Regions from separate parts of the Hordeum vulgare genome. Here region 2 is linked to region 1. Evidence: chromatin contacts called from public Hi-C data. All regions are on one chromosome and are shown on one strand. The core of a region is the stretch at or near the end of the contact, and the rest is flanking DNA. Distances in the headings are between cores, read along the strand shown.

Region 1 (4,992 bases), core at 1,665-4,164:
AAACGAGTAAAGAGACTTGCCGGTAAACGAGATTGAAATAGGTATGCGGATACTGACGATTGAATCTCGGGCAAGTAACATACCGAAGGACAAAGGGAATGACATACGGGATTATACGAATCCTTGGCACTGAGGTTCAAACGATAAGATCTTTGTAGAATATGTAGGATCCAATATGGGCATCCAGGTCCCGCTATTGGATATTGACCGAGGAGTCTCTCGGGTCATGTCTACATAGTTCTCGAACCCGCAGGGTCTGCACACTTAAGGTTCGACGTTGTTTTATGCGTATTTGAGTTATATGGTTGGTTACCGAATGTTGTTCGGAGTCCCGGATGAGATCACGGACGTCACGAGGGTTTCCGGAATGGTCCGAAAACGAAGATTGATATATAGGATGACCTCATTTGATTACCGGAAGGTTTTCGGAGTTACCGGGAATGTACCGGGAATGACGAATGGGTTCCGGGAGTTCACCGGGGGGGCAACCCACCCCGGGGAAGCCCATAGGCTTTGGGGAGACACACCAGCCCTTAGTGGGCTGGTGGTACAGCCCCAAGGGGGCCTATGCGCCAAGAAAAAGAAATCAAAGGAAAAGAAAAAAAAAGAGGGAGGAAGTGGGAAGGGAGGGGGACTCCTCCCACCAAACCAAGTCCAACTCGGTTTGGGGGGGGAGTCCTTCCCCCCTTGGCTCGGCCGACCCCTTGAGGGTCCCTTGGACCCCAAGGCAAGGTCCCCCTCCCTCCTCCTATATATATGGAGCAATTAGGGCTGATTTGAGACGACTTTCTCACCGCTGCCCGACCACATACCTCCATAGTTTTTCCTCTAGATCGCGTTTCTGCGGAGCTCGGGCGGAGCCCTGCTGAGACAAGATCATCACCAACCTCCGGAGCGCCGTCACGTTGCCGGAGAACTCTTCTACCTATCCGTCTCTCTTGCTGGATCAAGAAGGCCGAGGTCATCGTCGAGCTGTACGTGTGCTGAACGCGGAGGTGCCGTCCGTTCGGTACTAGATCGTGGGACTGATCGCGGGATTGTTCGCGGGGCGGATCGAGGGACGTGAGGACGTTCCACTACATCAACCGCGTTCTCTAAACGCTTCTGTTGTACGATCTACAAGGGTACGTAGATCACTCATCCCCTCTCGTAGATGGACATCACCATGATAGGTCTTCGTGCGCGTAGGAAAATTTTTGTTTCCCATGCGACGTTCCCCAACAGTAGCATCACTCATCAGTTACATCTTTTTGGGCTGACTTCTATACAAAATGTTGTTTCACTTACTTCGTGCTGAGTGAGTTATTTGTGGTGCAAAAACATCTTAGTCGATGATGCTTTATATCCTATATATCTATCCATTTGGAATTTGGACTGGTGTTGTATTATCTGCATTATAAGCTAGGTCATTCGGGCTACGAAATTTGTAGCAGAAAGTTATTTCCATGTTGTGTTCATTTCTTTGTGTAAAATGATTATAGCAGCCCATGTATATAGAGACTTGTTATGCATATTTAGATACCATCGTAATTCAGCGGATTATTGATTAATTTCATTTCAGTCCCAATTAGTTTTGAACTCCGTCTTGAACCACGCCTCCTCCTCGTGGCCGCGCATCAGCTTCTCCAGCTCGCCGTTGCCGCCCATGCCGTGGCAGAACCACGGGTGCTCCATGATGCCGTCCGTGTCAATGTGCGTGGCCGGGTTGGGGTCGAGGATGCGGCGCAGCAGGTGGCGCAGCGCCGGCAAGAACCAGTTCGGGCACCGGAACTTGCCGGCGTAGATCTTGCGGTACATGTTGATGAGGCTGGCGTCGTTGAATGGGAGGTAGCCGGCGGCGAGCACGAAGTGCACCACGCCGCAGGACCAGATCTCGACCTTGGCCGGGTGGTGCCCCTGCTTCGAGAGGATCTCCGGCGCGACGTAGGCAGGGGTGCCGCAGAGGGTGTGGTGGAGGCTCCCGTCCGCGATGGCGCCGAGCCCGAAGTCGGCGACCTTAAACTCGCCCTCGCCGTCGAGCAGCAAATTCTCCGGCTTGATGTCGCGGTGGTAGACGCCGCGGGAGTGGCAGTACCGGACGGCGGAGACGAGCTGGCGAAAGTAATGCCGCGCGAGGTCCTCCGCCATGCGGCCGTCGGAGTCGACGAGCGAGAAGAGCTCACCGCCGGCGGCGAGGTCGAGGACGAAGTGGACCTTCTTGCGTGTGCCGAGGACATCGATGAGAGATACGTGCGTGCATGCATGCGCCAGAAGATTGAAGCTTAATTAATTCAGGTGCATTTTGAAATATGTGCGGCTATATTAATAAGTGACAAACGCAAGGGGCTGTGTGCAAAAGACCGACCCTGTCCCACTCTGTCCGCTTGGCACGCTGTGATTGACTGTGGACTAAATTTACACCAGAGTTACAAGTTTTAGGATCAAATAGGATCACTTTGCAAGTTCTAGGATCAATCCATCACATTGTGTGCAAGTTCTAGGATCCCGAGTCCTATTACCTAAAAAAGCTGTTGCTCGAGACAAAAGTCGGGAAACCCATGCCATGCATGTCATTTCAGGCCAAAACTGTTTGACCAGCAGCCGTTCAGTTGATCTGCGGCCCACTGCGTATCGGAATCTCGGGCACCGAGTAATATTTTACCAGACGCGGACGAATGCGGGCACGATCAGCTTTGACTCCGTGCGCCGGTCGGAGAGCTCCAAGCACGAGGCGGAGCGAAAGTTACCGTGGCTCGATCGATGCAGAAAAGGCGACCACTGACCGCAGCGGCGAGGCGAGCGCGACTCTGCGAACAGCCGTACCGGCGCCGTGCGAGCAAAAAAGGTTTGTCCTTTGACCTGTCCAGTGGGCAGCGGCACGGGGGCGGGCCGGACCGGACCACCCGGAAACCGCCGGGCCGGCGAGGGTACCCATGGCACGTGAACGCGCTCTTGCGTGCGTTTGTTGTCTTTGGATGGAACCGTAGAAGTTCATGTGCAAGAGTCCACTGCGGCCTGCGGCCTGCGGCGTCATCCACACTGGCACTGGGATGCAGGCATGCATGTACACACCACGACGACGAACTCACTGCACGGTGTGAGCCTGTTTCGTACTCCTACTAGCTGCCGCTGACCTGCTCGTGTTGTCACTTGTCACGCGACAGTTCAGTGTTCGTGGGCGTGTCCCGCGAGCTGGCCGATACGGTGTGTACTCTTGTGCCGTACACGAGGGGCACGAATCATGTGAAAGCATGCGGGCGGAAAAAAAGGGTCGCGCTTAGGAATCCAACTCAGTAAAAGCATCTTTACCGCAAAACCAATGCGTGAGTAGATGGTTAGGACGACTGTGGTATCCCTTCTCCAGTAGAGTTTAAGTCCTAGATTTGACGTTGGTGCTTGCATTTTTCTGGATTTATTTCAGGTCTTTCGGCGACGTGCTTTCAGTGGGCGAAGACGCTCCCTTCGACAACAAAGGCGTCACAGGCGAATTTGTCAATTTTAAAATGATGTGCCGGCTTAGTCTTTCAAAAATGCTCACAGGGATAGGGTGTGTGTGCGTGCGTTCATAGGGGTTCGTGTATATGAACGACTTTGATTGTACTCTGCTCAAAAAGCATCTTTACCCGATCTTGTAAAGGTACAAAAGGCCGTTGTTTGAAAAAAATTGGCAAATATGCAGATTTCATCATTTTGTGGCGTAAACAAATCCTACAAATCGGTCTCGTCCATAAAATCGGTCCCTCTGTCGCTATGACACCGGGGGCTTTTAGGGTTAGCCCCAGGTCCCTCCCCGTCACAATTTGTCCTCTCCGCCGCTAGCCCAAGTCAACTCCGGCGAGAACTTTCGTCCAACTCTTCCAGCCTTTTCCCCTTCTCGACGATCGGCGGCGCTGGTGAAAGCCGTGGTGCCACGTCGGATCGCCTTCGAGTAAGAGGCCACGACACGACGTGGAGGTGAGCAGGTCCAGTCGTGCCGTGGAGCCATGGCAGTCGAGACATGCATAGGACCGCAACATGCTCATCTGGAAAGGCGGGCGGAACCTTGGGCTAGCTTGAATGTGCTTGACAAGCACATCTTGGCGCACATCAAGAGGTGACACGTTGTTGATGAGGACCTCGATGTCGTGGAGCGCGTGGTGGCGCACGGAGAAGAAGGTGTCGATGATCGCCTCCCCGCGGCCAAGGAGGAGCACGACCTCACCCACGCGCTCCGCAAGATTGCCGCCAAGTACCACCTCGAGGTCAACGAGTTAGGACGTCGTCGACCTAGGGTCAATTTCTAGCGTGAAGTATGTATTTTATATGTATGCACTCTGGTGGTGATGAACAATTTCTAGCATGATTTTTTAAACAAATTGCAGCACCGATTTACCGTATCTATATTGCCCAAGATTGAGCGACGCCGTAAAAGTATTTTGTGGTATACATCAAACCGGTATGGCGATAACGACTTTTAAATGATCCGCTCTAGACAATGAATTAATGAATAGTGAAAACCATGGTTTATTACTTATTAGGTACCTTGTGCGCTCTCCACTGCCATCCTCTCGCACCACCTCTGAAGACATCATCGAAATTCGTCCCATGTCTTCTACCTCTGGGTGGCTTCAGATGACCGTGCCTTGCTTTAGTGCCTCCAATAGCTTGGCGACCTCGCCTCAACCATCATCTCCGCCCGCGTCAAGCTGTCAGGTCCAGGAAGATCACAACAAACCTGCAACACCTATGATTCCTTCTTCAGCTTCAGAATTCATCGCCAGGTCCAGCCCTTCGCGTGATGAGAGCATCGCCACGCCAAGTCCTACACCTTCACATGTAATTGTCACGCCAGGTTCTGCAAAGGTCTTCAGCTCTTCCAGCTTGCCGCCAGATAGGCAACCCACCCCCATCTTCGTGCCACGACTGTCGGTGTGGCTGCAAACACCAAGCTCCCCTCCCCCAAGGCGACCCACTACAAGGAGGAAGACACTTGCGGGCGTCACCGGCTTCTCTTTCAACCGCTGCAGCCCAAGA
Region 2 (4,992 bases), core at 815-3,314, 290 kb before region 1:
ATTTCCCCCGCTACCCTTCTATGTGATAGCATATAGCTCAACTCTAAAGCTACAATGTTCTTTCTACTGCATGGTTCAAAAAAAAATTTGTTCTACACTTCATACCAACTGTTTTAGAAGGTCTAATTAGTACTGAAGCAAAACTCAAGTAATATTTATCTTATCATCTACGCAGTAGAAAGAATGACAAGATTGCAACTAAGGAGTCATTGCTAACTTTACTTTGAGCATTCTTGGAAGGAAAGTTTCAGGAATATGAAGGTAGCTTCAAACCGATACAAGAACATAAACAAAGCAGCATGCAGCAGAAATCACATGATCTGTAAGCTATCACAAATTGGCGCAATAGAGTAAGGTGGCATGACTACGGAAAACTTATCTCCCCATGAGATTAACCAATTCCAATTAAAACCTGAATATGAAAATTAGACTAGAATAATTATAGGTAAGAAATTAATGGAGTGGCACTAAGAAGAGAAATATTAGCTAGTATCACAGTACAGAGTCACATCACATGTTCAATTTATCCCCAGTGCCACCTCTCTTCAACCATGGAAGGCTCCCTGCTTCTGAACAATCATCTGAGCCAGCAGGTAACTTGCCCTTGAGATTAGACCACTGCCAAATCTTCGACATGGAGAAGCTCTCCCCTTTGTTCCGTGCGCAAATTTTCTTTCCCTCCATAATGTCCGCATTGACACAACTTATTCCCGGAGGTCTTAATCTCATCGCACCACCATTTCTAGCTCGGCCCGGCTGGAGAGCCACCTGAAGTTCTGAAGTCCCAAGAACATACTGATAAGTGCCCATAGAGAAGCATTTCCTTGCATCCAAACTGCTGCTGCTACTCTCCCCTTCCTCCCTCCTCAGCACAGCAGAATCGGCATTTCCACCTTCAACAGCACCCTGGGTGCCGACATTCTTGAACTTCCCAAGCCTCACCGGGAACACTCTTTTCTCGGCCGCCGGCTCCTGCAACCCCTCCGAGGACTTCTGCGTGGGCAATCCGAAACCATCCTCGCAGCACTCCGACAGCCGCCCTTCCTCCAACCCCTCATCGAAATCAAACATCGGGTTATTCTCGGCTGTCAGCCCTGGGGCGAAGAGCACCCCGCGGCAGAGCGGGCAGGTCGAGTTGGACAGCAGCCATGTGTCGATGCAGTTGAGGTGGAAGGCGTGCCCGCAGAGCGGCAGCAGCCGGAGCCTGTCCTCGGCGTCGAATTCGCACAGGCACACGGCGCAGTCAAAGGGCTCCTTGTCGCCGCCGCCGCCGCCTACGACGATCTCCCGGTAGGAGAAGACGGGCAGCGCGTCGATGAAGGCCTGGTCCAGGCCGGAGTCGTGAAGGTGGAACAGCTGCTGCAGCTGGCGCTGCAGCGCCGCGTCGGCCTCCCCGGGCCCCTGCGCCGCCGCGGCCGCCGAGCCCCCTCGGCGGCGGTGCTGCTTCTTCATGAGCAGCCGCACGAGGAGGTGGAGCAGGCCGGAGATGAAGAACACCACCGCAAGAATCACGATGATGAAGAGCACCGCGGGGCTAATCTTGCCGCCTCCCCCGCCGGAGGAGCCCTGCTGCACCTGCGCGGGTGGCGGCGGGGCGGCAGCGGCAGCAGCGGGGTACGAGTAGGGGAGCTCGTCCCTGACGACGAGGGCGCCATGGAGGCTGCGCGCCACTCGGTACGGGTAGGGGTACGCAGCCACCGCCGTCACCGCGGAGGATCCGGGCGAGGACGAGACCGCTTCTTCAGCCATGTCTCCTAGAGGCACCGGCACCCCCGCATCTCATCTGATCCGGCAGGCAAGAGATGCGATCTTTCGCGAGAAACCGGCAGCAATCCCGTCCGAAAAGGGACGCAAAAGCGGAGGCCGGACGGCACCTAAAAGCGGCGGGCTGGTGCAGCCCGGGGGGAAGCGTCCAAGGCGCTAGGGACCAAGAGAACCCCCGGAGGCTTCCTCCGGTCGGATGGCGGGCAGGTGGACACGGCGGGGATGCGGGGAGGAGACGGAGGATTGCGGTGGGAATCGCTGGGGAGCGGAGGAGGGGAGGGGAGGGGAGTGGTGGGAGCGCACGAGCTGGGGTGGGGAGGGGGAAAGGGGAAAGCGACGGCGGTGGCGAGCGGTGGCGTCGGCCCTGGGAAGGGCTCGGTGGAGTATTTTTTTTGTGGTGGTGCGGTCGCTTTCAGCCGCAACGATCGTTGGAAGTCGCGGTCGCGGGGGCGCCGGTTGCGAGGACAATAGTAGAGGCGATGCGCTGGGCCCGTACCCTGCCGGCTAGTGCAGGTGGGGGCCGTGGCAGCTTGCTGGCCTGTCCCGTGTTTGAAATGGCTGTGCGACTGCTGCTGGTCTTGGCTCATCGCTAGACCCACACCCACACCAGACGGGCCCGGGCCCGGACCAGGGCCGGTGCGTCACGCTAGCACCGTGTAAATAAATACTCCGTAGAACGAAACCACATTTTATGACCTGAATCGACATTTCCTTCTTTCCCTTACCAATGCTCAAATCACATCAAATATTACCAAAATTTCACCTGAATCAAAGGTTTCCTTACTTTTCATACCAATACTCAAGTCAAATCAAATCTTAATAACAAACTCTAAAATGTGATGGTGTAATATTCATGTTGGACACGTTGGTGTTGAACCGCCCTTGTGTTCCATCGCACGAGAATTAGCTCATTGAATTAAACAAAGCTAAGCCTCAGGTTTGCTATTCCGTGAGCTCTACCATCTCCAATTCGACTAGTTTGGCCCAATCCATGTGGGTCATTCAGGCCGGAAACTATTTCCCGTGGATCACAATTTCATTGTTTGGTTTGGGCAAGGGTGAAGAAAATCCCGGTCCAAACCACGTCGATCTCCTCCATTCTATTGGGTTCACAAGAATCAACTCCCCGTGTGGAACTAATCCACTGGAGGGGAGCGCAAGAAACCTAGCGAAGACAAGGAAAAGGTGGTTGCGACTCAAGAGATAGGAAGTGTGGCGTCGTGACGACGACGACTTCCATTCGAGTATGTTATCTCCTTTTTCCTTGCACTAGCCTAAATCCTCCCGATGAGGCTACCTACTAGTCTTAGGGACACCGACCAGACATCGAGGGCCCACATAGGGCCCCACACGTACGACGAAGTCTCATGACTACAGTTGCACTAGGACGAAAAACTAGGGTCCACTAGGATCCATAAGGTCACTCAGGCGTTCTTCTTCTAATCAGACATACCTCTTCACTCCGATCGTGGGCGACGTGGGAACTCCAACGGCCGAGGGTTTAACGTCACATATTGAGTACAATCATGGCTGTTGTTACGTGTAACGTTCATAGTTAGGGATGCAGTTTCAAATAACGTGGGTAGTTACTCTCATTAATGGCCCTTGTAATGGCACTCGGCAGGTCCAGGCAGACACTATATAAGCCACCCCCCGAGCTCCTGGGCGAGGGTTAAGCGCTGAGTGTAATCACACACACCCTAGAGAAAACTAAGCCTCCGGGCATGCGAGGTAGTGTTTTTACCTCTCCGAGAGGGGCCCGAACTCATAAAATCTGAGTGAAACACTTGTGTCGTAACTAGGCTCCTCCCTTCACTCGTACCCCCCGTACTCATTGTCAGCATCACTTCCACGACATCATGATAACACTCGGCGGAGAGATCTTGTTTGGTTCCCTCAGCTTCATCATCAACGATTCGGCATGGCTGCAGGGCGCTCTGCTAGACACTGCTCCAGAGGTTGTGATGGCAGGACCGGCAGGGGGTCACCCTGGGTACGGCGATGGGACTTCGCGTGGGTGGAGCGATGATGGCCGAGATAACAACATCGATGACCCCTATGTCCCCCGGCCCCTCTCTCGGGAGCAGCGAGAGGAGCTCAGGGAGAGGAACGAAAATGTTGTGCTCACCCCCATCGCTGGAACGACCCCAGAAGCTAATGCCCTGCAGGCCACACGCCTGGCAACCCTAGCCGAGCGCATGCCGCTCGAGCGGATTCAGAAGTCAGTCGACAATCGCGCGTCCTGGGAACAATCGAGCAGCAGGTGACACCGCAAACGGTTGTTTCCTAACGACCACCCGCGAAAGATCCATATTATGCACACTTCGTTGCGGAACCTGGTAGCCGCCACTTGGATTGCTGATTCCATTTATCCGTCTCATTCAACAGCTGGAGAGGGCATCCGGCAGATTCAAACCCTTTTGAAGACTACTATGGAGTAGAATTCGGTGCTATCTGAGTCACACAACTGCATCCATAGCAAGTCAATCACGACGAATATGGTGCAGTCGGCTCACACCTCACTTGCACCTGGAAGACACAAACGTTCTCCGCCCCCAAGAGACCTGTATGAAGACCGAAGGCGGGACCACCATCGTCGCACTCGGCCGCCCCCTCCGAGGGATGTCTCCTATGGGCACCACTCCTATGATGACAAGCGGCCTTTCAAGGACGACCATCACCGCAGCCTCATTCGGCAAAGAGACAACAAAGACAAAGAGTTTAGAGCACATCCACTCGATGCCAGATCCATCATCGCATAGGGTGCGGTTGATAGAGCCAGAGCAGGCAGAGAGCGGCCGAGTGGCCATGGTGCTTCCAGCCTCGAACGCTTTAGTCGATACATTTGGGAAGCTAAGATCCCGCCCAACTACAAGTTGGCGACTAGGATAGGAAAGTTCAACGACGAGTCCAAGCCAGAGGCGTGGTTAGAGGATTACCGAGTGGCGGTACAAATCGGTGGCGACGACGACTTCGTCACGGCGAAGCACCTGCCCCTCCTGCTAGAGGAATCGGCGAGGGCGTGGCTAAATCAATTGTCCGCGAGTAGCATTTACAGTTGGGAAGATCTGGCATGAGTGTTCATCAAAACCTTTGAGGGCACTTACAAGCGCCCGGGTGGGCTCACCGAGTTGCAACACTATGTGCAAAAAAGCAATGAAACTCTTCGTTAGTATATCCAGCAGTGGACCGCCCTACACAACAGTGTGGAGAATGTGACAGACCACC

The links. A called contact is a pair of places that touch in the nucleus more often than the background predicts.
Region 2: a contact with region 1 is called in a Hi-C map of leaf, with 10 times the contacts expected there. The contact joins the promoter of LOC123409026 here to the promoter of LOC123408383 in region 1. A contact is called at or near these places in 3 of 6 Hi-C or Micro-C datasets (leaf and seedling) and 1 of 1 datasets of contacts at active chromatin or transcription factors (embryo).

Annotation. Positions count from the first base shown.
Region 1 is chr7H:96,027,793-96,032,784 of MorexV3_pseudomolecules_assembly, reverse strand. It overlaps LOC123408383 (CBL-interacting protein kinase 29-like), which reads right to left and starts at 2,914. Exons shown (of 2, transcript XM_045101503.1): 1 at 2,727-2,914; 2 at 1,558-2,260. The coding sequence starts at 2,914. The coding sequence ends at 1,558.
Region 2 is chr7H:96,314,390-96,319,381 of MorexV3_pseudomolecules_assembly, reverse strand. LOC123409026 (RING-H2 finger protein ATL46-like) reads right to left here and starts at 2,064. Exons shown (of 1, transcript XM_045102027.1): 1 at 352-2,064. The coding sequence starts at 1,749. The coding sequence ends at 511.